2 separate regions of the Sus scrofa genome follow, and region 1 is linked to region 2. A link is a contact called in public HiChIP or PLAC-seq data. All regions are on one chromosome and are shown on one strand. Each heading gives the region's core, a stretch centred on a gene start, on an enhancer-like site or on the middle of the called end of the contact. The rest is flanking DNA. Distances are from core to core; before and after follow the strand shown.

The links. HiChIP or PLAC-seq counts read pairs in DNA pulled down with a chosen protein or histone mark.
Region 1: a contact with region 2 is called in an H3K27ac HiChIP or PLAC-seq map of skeletal muscle. The contact joins two enhancer-like sites. A contact is called at or near these places in 1 of 5 promoter capture datasets (liver), 1 of 47 Hi-C or Micro-C datasets (heart right ventricle) and 2 of 2 datasets of contacts at active chromatin or transcription factors (alveolar macrophages and skeletal muscle).

The regions. Positions count from the first base shown.
Region 1 is chr2:47,291,322-47,295,220 of Sscrofa11.1, reverse strand. The region is part of intron 1 of MICAL2 (F-actin-methionine sulfoxide oxidase MICAL2); the gene reads left to right. Among named protein-coding and RNA genes, the nearest start is that of MICAL2, 8.8 kb to the left of the region's middle. Within about 2 kb of position 1,565, at least 22 of the 83 cell types and tissues checked have an H3K27ac peak or open chromatin away from gene starts, as enhancers often do. A contact at or near this core is called in skeletal muscle, where this site is marked.
Region 2 is chr2:47,179,899-47,183,640 of Sscrofa11.1, reverse strand. MICAL2 (F-actin-methionine sulfoxide oxidase MICAL2) reads left to right here. Exons shown (of 38, transcript XM_021083313.1): 9 at 1,111-1,211. Among named protein-coding and RNA genes, the nearest start is that of MICAL2, 120 kb to the left of the region's middle. Within about 2 kb of position 2,465, at least 18 of the 83 cell types and tissues checked have an H3K27ac peak or open chromatin away from gene starts, as enhancers often do. A contact at or near this core is called in skeletal muscle, where this site is marked.

The sequences.
Region 1 (3,899 bases), core at 316-2,815, 110 kb before region 2:
TGATGCAAATGTGATAAGCATCTGGAGCTCCCTGGTTGGAGGAGTGAGAAATCCTATAGCTGATGAAAGGGCCACACTAGAGGAATAAGCAGGGGAATCTGGGAGGCCTTGCTCCAGACTGACAAGAGAGAATTCAGTCCATCTCTTTCCTCGAGGAATGTATCATGGGGCTTGTGCAACTGGTTGCAGCTTTGGGGACCATGGCATTCATGCTCAGAGAGCTTCTTGCCATCTTCTTGGGGCTGCAGAGCCTTGCTTTTGTCAAGGAAGGAGGAGGAGGCTCTGGATGACGTCTTGGCTTCTTCTAGAGTCCAGGCCTGCTGCCACCAGGGGACCCAAGACTTCCTGCTTGGTCCCGGTTGCTATCTCCAGCTTGGGTGTGTCTGTTACCTTGTACCTGACATCTTGGACTCTGTTAAAAGTGACTCACCCACCCCTACACATGGGCATGGATGATGGTACTCCCCTCCCCTCTCCACGTACACCACACACACACACACACACACACACTGGTGATCGTACTCACTCTCCACTCCCCACAAATGGTGCTACTCACCCCTCCCTGACACACACATGGTACCATATTCACTCATACAAAGGGAAATCAGTGAAAATCAAGTCTCTCTTCTTCCTGTCCGCCAGCCCTTATTTCTCTTCCTCCGTGGCACCTGCTGTTCCCAGTCTCCTGTGGCTCCATCCAGACAGAGTCTAGGCATGTATTTGTGCCTGTTTTCCCTCTCGCCCCTCTTCAGGCCTGTAGGGAAACCACCAGGATGGGAGGCAATAGGACCCGCAGGGCTGCCGAGACTCTGCAGTTTCCTGAATTCACCACGCGTGGCTTCGCCACTGCCCCTACACCGTGCTTCCCCCCGCTCTCCTCTTTAGGACTCTCTGGCTGTTAGATTGATGGGTGTGGAGAGCCCGGCACTGAGAATAAACCTCAGGGGTGTGTTCTGGATGCAGGTGACATAGGCAAAGACAAACCAATGTGCTAGGACAGATCTGGATTTGGATCCTAGGCATGTGGCCTTGGGTGTCAAGGTACCCTAGTATTTCAGTCTGTCAAAAGGAGGTAATCACACCGACCTCAAGGAATGGATGTTGAGCTGAAATTAAAATATTTGTGGGGCGTTCCCATCGTCGTCAGCAGAAATGAATCTATCCATGAGGACGCAGGTTCAATCCCTGGCCTCGTTCAGTGGGTTAAGGATCTGTGAGCTGTGGTGTAGGTCGCAGACGCACCTTGGATCTGATGTTGCTGTGGCTGTGGTGTAGGCTAGCAGCTGTGACTCCGATTGGACCCCTAGCCTGGAAACCTCCATATGCTGCAGATGCGGCTCTAAAAAGACCAAAAAAAAAAAAAAAAAAAAAAAAAAAGTGAAGTGCCCCACTTAGTTCGGCACTCCAAAATGTCAGTTTTTTTCCACTTTTAAGGAGTGACCCATTTTCAGAATGAGAGACACTGGCACGGAATCCTCTGGATGACTCCCTGAAATTTTCTTGGTGGATCCGGGAGCTTTTATTTCCCTGCAGAAGGCAGCCAGTTCTCTCTCTTCTGCCAAGCTGGGCTCTCCCCTCCGTACCTCTTCCTGCTGTGTCCTCCTCAGCCTGCAAACACCACCTCCTCTTCTCTGTCCCTAACCTTTCCAGTGGTGAATGGGAAGCTGCGGAGCCTGGAGAGAGCTCTGGGCTGTTTGTGGCTGCTCTCGGGGGTGTTTGTGCTGTAATCTCTTCCGAAGCTCTAGCAGAGGTCTGTTGATTGCCAAAAGGTCGTCTTTATCTTCAGCGTGAGAGAAGAGAGAGGCTATTTTTAAAGATCTTTAACCAGCAGGGCTGCACACTACGGCCTAGATGGACTCCAACTTTCATTCTTCATTGCACTCATTCTTACCCGTTTTGAAACCCTTCAGATCCAGGCTGGGAGACCTTATATGTCCTGATTTTAGGGCAGCGCTTAAATTTGGCAGGCAGTTGTAATCGCTTCAAAAGATAGGTCAGGGAAGGGAAGGCAATCAGCTGACTCTTTTTCTGGGCTGGGACCAACGGGGTAAAGTGTGAGTAGCATTTCTGTGTCCATAGAAACCAACATCTTCTCCTCCTTCTGCTGCTTCCTTCCATCTGCACTGGGAGAGTCCAGCCCCCTGCATGTGGCCTGCTGATTGGCTAGGAGATCTTTCGCTTTCCCTGTCCCCTTTGGGGCTCCAGGTGAGGAAGGAGCAGAATTCGGGTGTTTTCAAATGATACTGACCTCCCAGGAAGGAGGAAGAGGTGGAGGCCATGAGTCACAGAATCTTGGGATGTGAGCTTGGAAGGGCCCTCTGGAATCCTCTAGTTTTCACTCCTGCCACCTTGGTTTTTTAACCTATTGAGGCTCAGAGGCTTTTTGATTCAGAGCAGAGGTCAGGGTAATTGTGGTTCTTGGCTCAAGGTCACCTAACCAGGACAGAGTCAAGTCTGTTCTTCATCCTTCGTTTTGCCAGGCTATGGCAGTCTTACTTGTAGATATCCTTTCTGTTTGGAGCACCAAGCCATGCCCCCTCTTTCTAGCAGCTCTCTCATGATTTGAATTTAGGCTATATGCCCTGGTAGCGTTGGCTTGCACACTGGTTTGGCGCAATATCTTTGCTGATCAAAAATACCTCCCCCAGGAGTTCCCATCATGGCTGAGCGGTTAACAAATCCAACTAGGAACCATGAGGTTGCGGGTTTGATCCCTGGCCTCGCTCAGTGGGTTAAGGATCCAGCGTTGCTCTGAGCTGTGGTGTAGGTTGCAGACTTGGCTCGGATCCCGTGTTGCTGTGGCTGCTGTGGCCCTGGTGTAGGCCGGCGGCTACAGCTCCGATTAGACCCCTAGCCTGGGAACCTCCATATGCTGCAGGAGCAGCCCTAGAAATGGCAAAAAGACAAAAAAAAAAAAAAAAAAAAAAAACCAAAAAAAACCTCCCCCAGAGCTCTGGGGCCTAAATTCCCACCTCTGTTTTCAGGCCTTGTCTCCAGAGGGCCTTTGCTAAAAATATAGACTTTAACTAGGAAGAGTACCCTGTGGACAATTTGTTTATCTCCAGTTAGCTATCAGCTGAGCTGAACTTTGAGAGGATGGGTGATGAGAGAGATGAGTCAGCTGGAAATAGGTGGAGGGAGGGAGTCAGAAAGGACTGTAAATAGGGTGCTGTCAGGCCCAGCATGGAGCACTGTGACCTAGGCTCCTTAGCTCATGGGACAGAGCTGCTGCATGGGGTGGGGTGGGGTGCTGTGCTGAGTGAGAGGAGCAGAACCTTCGTCGAACTCGTGGAAGGAGGTGCCTTAGGCTCATCGATGCCCACACACACATCAGGATGAGTGTTTGGAATATGCTTTTGACAGCCACTCGATGTTGGGGAATCAAGGGAACTTCCTGGAGGAGGTGACACTTGGTCATGGAGATGGGTCTTGGAAGATAGGAAGGATTTCCAAAGGCAGAGCTGGGCAGAGGTATAGCACAAAGAGATGTGGAAAAATGAGGGTATGTTCTAGGTGTCGAGTGGCGGAAACACAGGGGCTGCTTTGGGAAATTGCAGAAGTTGAGGCTGGAATTAGGCCAGCCCTGAGTGCTGGTGGTGGGCGTGGGGGTGTGACTATGGAAATAACCCTGCAGGTAGTGGGAAGCTATTGGAGAGGGATGGTCAGAGCTCTCCTTCAGGCAGATCAGCTCAAGCAGGATAAGCTTGTGGGGGAGTCAGGGCTGGGGGACCTGTCAGGAGGCTTGCATCCTCTCTATACTTTGGACAGGTACACTGACCAGAGAGCAGCTGTTGGTCTGGACCAAGGATTGTCCTGGGGGTGGGGTCCAAGGGGTGGGCAGTTAAGACTGGACCCAAATAACGCCTTATCTGTGTTTGGACCCCACCATGTTCCGTGTG
Region 2 (3,742 bases), core at 1,216-3,715:
GGATGGAACCTGCATCCTCATGGATACTAGTAGGGTTCATTAACCACTGAGCTACGATGGGAACTCCTAGGACCCCATCATTTGCATTTCTAGGAAGTTCTCCAGTAATGCTTCTGCTGCTGGCTGGGGATCCGACTTTGAGAAATACTGCCTTAGCTCTCATCTACAGCATTGCTTTAAATGCAGAAACCTAGTCTATAAAGTGTTTTGCAATTGGTGAAAAGCCCAAAAAGATATAACCCAGTCCTCTAATTGAGTTGTTCCTACCAGGGTATGTGGGTTTTCGCACACAGCAGGAAGATGGTAGAAAAATGCTTTAGCAGTCTTTGGAGAAGTCCCACAGCTCTTTTGCATCTCTGGCCACATCGAAGCCACTGTGAATGGGACTTGGAATCCGACAGGCTGAGGTTCAGATCCTAATTCTGTCGCCACTTAGCTGCTATGCCACAGACAGCACTGTGCCTCCTTGCAGCATGTACTCAACTCTGACTCGAAATACTGGTCCACAGCCCTGAAGGGCCTTATGACTTTTAAAAGAAATAGTGGCTTAATCATATTGCAATACACTTATGTATCAAATCAACATGTTGTACACCTTAAACTTACACAATATTATATCTCCCTTTAAAAAGAAAAGGAGTAGGGAGTTCCTGTCCTGGCTCAGCGGAAACCAATCTGACGAGCATCCATGAGGACACAGGTTCAATCCCCGGCCTCGCTCAGTGGGTTAAGAACCCAGCGTTGCTGTGAGCCGTGGTGTAGCTTGCAGAATTGGCTTGGATCTGACGTTGCTGTGGCTGTAGTGTAGGCCAGTTCCACAGCTCTGATTCCACCTCTAGCCTGGAAACTTCCATATGCCTCAGGTGTGGCCCTAAAAAGACCAAAAAAAAAAAAAGGAAAGAAAAAAGAAAAGGAATCGTAACTTTGTGGGACTGTGAAAGCTAGCTATGTTGACTTGGGTGAGGTTTTATCTTTGCCCCACCAGTATGTCTGATAAACATGAATATGCTGCAGGTAAGTAATGAGACTTTTATCGAGGCAAAGCAGAGCTCTTGACACACAGAAGGCACCGAAGAAGTAATACTGAGCCCATCCACCTTCTCTTTTCAGGAATTGATCTTGAGAACATTGTTTACTACAAGGACTGCACCCACTATTTTGTCATGACCGCCAAGAAGCAGAGCTTGCTTGACAAAGGTGTCATCATTAATGTATGTATCTCCTGGCTGTGAGGTCCTGTCTTTCCCTTTGTGACCTGGGCTGGCAGCATCAGGGGGAACAGATGTCATCCTGCCAGAGACTGAGCAAGGACCAACCACCCCCCACCCCCCCACTTCCTTCTCCTTGGTGGTGCGTGTGTGTTGGGTGTGGGAGCCCACACGGACAAATTCAGGCAGAAGTGATTCTGCAGAGCTGGGCTGGGGGCAATGCTTAGAGCCTCAGCCAGGTGTTAGGGTGGGCTTTTTCCACTAAGAGACAAGCTGAGTCTTTACCTTCCACATCTCTCATTTATCCCTGCCGCCTTTGCTGCGGGTCACACATCACTCGGAGGCAAGATGGGGGCTTCTTGTCCTAGTGGGACACAGGCACTTTCCCTTGTGAACGTCACACTGCCACCCCGTTGTCACGGTGTGGGGGAAAGCTCTACTGCACTTCAGAAGACTCAAGTTCAATCTCGGCTTGGGCCCGTCTCTAACTCAAGACTGTGACTAAACTGCTTGCCTTCTCTGTACCTCGGTCTTCTCATCTGGAGAATGGGAATAAGAATTTCTGTCTACAAGGGCTGTTCAGGAGTTCCTGTCGTGGCTCAGTGGTTAACGAACCTAACTAGTATCCATGAGGACATGGGTTTGATCCCTGGCCTCGCTCAGTGGATTAAGGACCCAGGGTGGCCATGAGCTGCAGTGTAGGTCATAGACTCAGCTTGGATCTGGTGTTGCTGTGTCTGTGACATCTGCTGGCAGCTATAGCTCCCATTCGACCCCTAGCCTGGGAACCTCCATATGCCACGAGTGAGGCCCTAAAAAGATGAAACACAAATAAATAAATAATAAAAGGGCTGTTCAGAGGAATAAGTTTTTAAATGTGTAAAGAGCACTTGGCCTGAAGTCGGTTTGGCAATTCCCTCCATTACTTCTCTGCCTGGTTTGGACACCTGCTTTTTTGTCCTGCTGGCTCCCTGGCCCCTGCTTCCTGTCTGTGCACTTTTCATGCTCAAACAAGAGAGCAGGGCTGCAACAAAGGAGCACATGGAGTGGCCGGCCCTGGGACGGCAGCTTCTTTGATTGGGCTTCAACCCTCCCTGAGCCCCTATTCCTGTTGCTGCTGCTATAGCCTCAAGATAAGGATCGTGCAGTCCAAGGTCAACCGGCTCTCCGGTGTCGGCCTGCAGCCCAGGCAGCACGGTGACCATTCATTGCTGCTTGTCAGAGAAGAATGTGCCTGTCCTCACGCCAGCTTGTGCTGGCAGCCGGCTGGGCGGCATTAGTAACCCAGCCCTCCCCTGGGCCTCCTCCACATCAGCTCAGGCCTTTGCTGAGAGCCTGAGTCGCTGGACCGGAGGTTAGGAATGGGGTGGGATTGGGAGGAGTGGGGGTTTCATGACACTGACGTAGCACAATCAGCAGATGTGTGAGCAGTGGGTTTCAACATCTGGTGCCCCCCTGCTGACCCGGTCTGTGGGAGGCGAGGCCATGTTCCCCTTTTTCCCTCTGCTCCACAGGTGTCCCTCCCAAAGTTACCTCCCCTGTTGGTTGGGATGCCTGTGTCAGATAGTGAAGAACTAATTGGGGTCTAGGGTGCAGGCACAGAGGAGGGGATTGGGAGGCTCTTGCAGGCCCACCCCTGGGGAGTCAGGCCAAGTTTGACTTGGGGTTCCTATTTCACTAGCCAAGGACTCTGGCCTCTTGGGATGCTGAGGTTCCTCCAGGTCATCTCAGGGTCTTTGTCCTGGCCACAACATGTTGCCATGGTAACTTGATTCCTTGGCTTTCATCAGAGCCCCTCTATGCTCCTGTCCCAGGTTCTGTGTCATGGCACAGGTAGGTGGGAATGCCTCGCTCTGGTCCTGCCATGGCTACAGGAGCTGGGAACAGATCCCAGGCCTGTGGTTGTTCTCACCAAGGCCTGTCTTCTCCCTCAGAGCATCTCTGAGCATCTTCTGAGCTGGTGCAGAAGGGTCTCTGGGTATAGTATATAAACTCTAGAAATTGGAGGCCATGGATGGACGTGGGAGAACTGGACACCATTTGGTTCAGGAGCCCTGACTTTACTCTCCAGGTGTCTAGCCAAGTTCTATAGCATTTGCCTAAGCTGGAAGTTGATCTGTCTACACTGAACTACTTAAATTAACATTCTTCTCTTGCTCCCAGAGGAATGGCAAGTCCTCTGTTTTCTTGTCCCTGTATAAGTCTGCATCTTTCTTAAGACACACAAGGTGCTGAGGGAATGTTTGTTGAATGACTGACTGACCTTCTTCCTCAGGGATTCCTGCTGATCTCCAGACTTCTTTCTGTGACTACTGCCGGGAGAGTAAAGTTTCTCCTCAGGAAACCCTGCCTCTGGGCTCCCAACTGTGGCCATCTTGCTCCCCCCAGGAGAGCATCCCTCCTGGACCCTACCTCTACTGGCCCATGCACATGCAGGCTTGGTCTGACCTCAGTAGGAGGGAGCTTGTTTGCCAGGTGGTTGAAGTGGACAGATACACATCACACTGGTCTTTGATGCGAAGTTGACCCTCTTT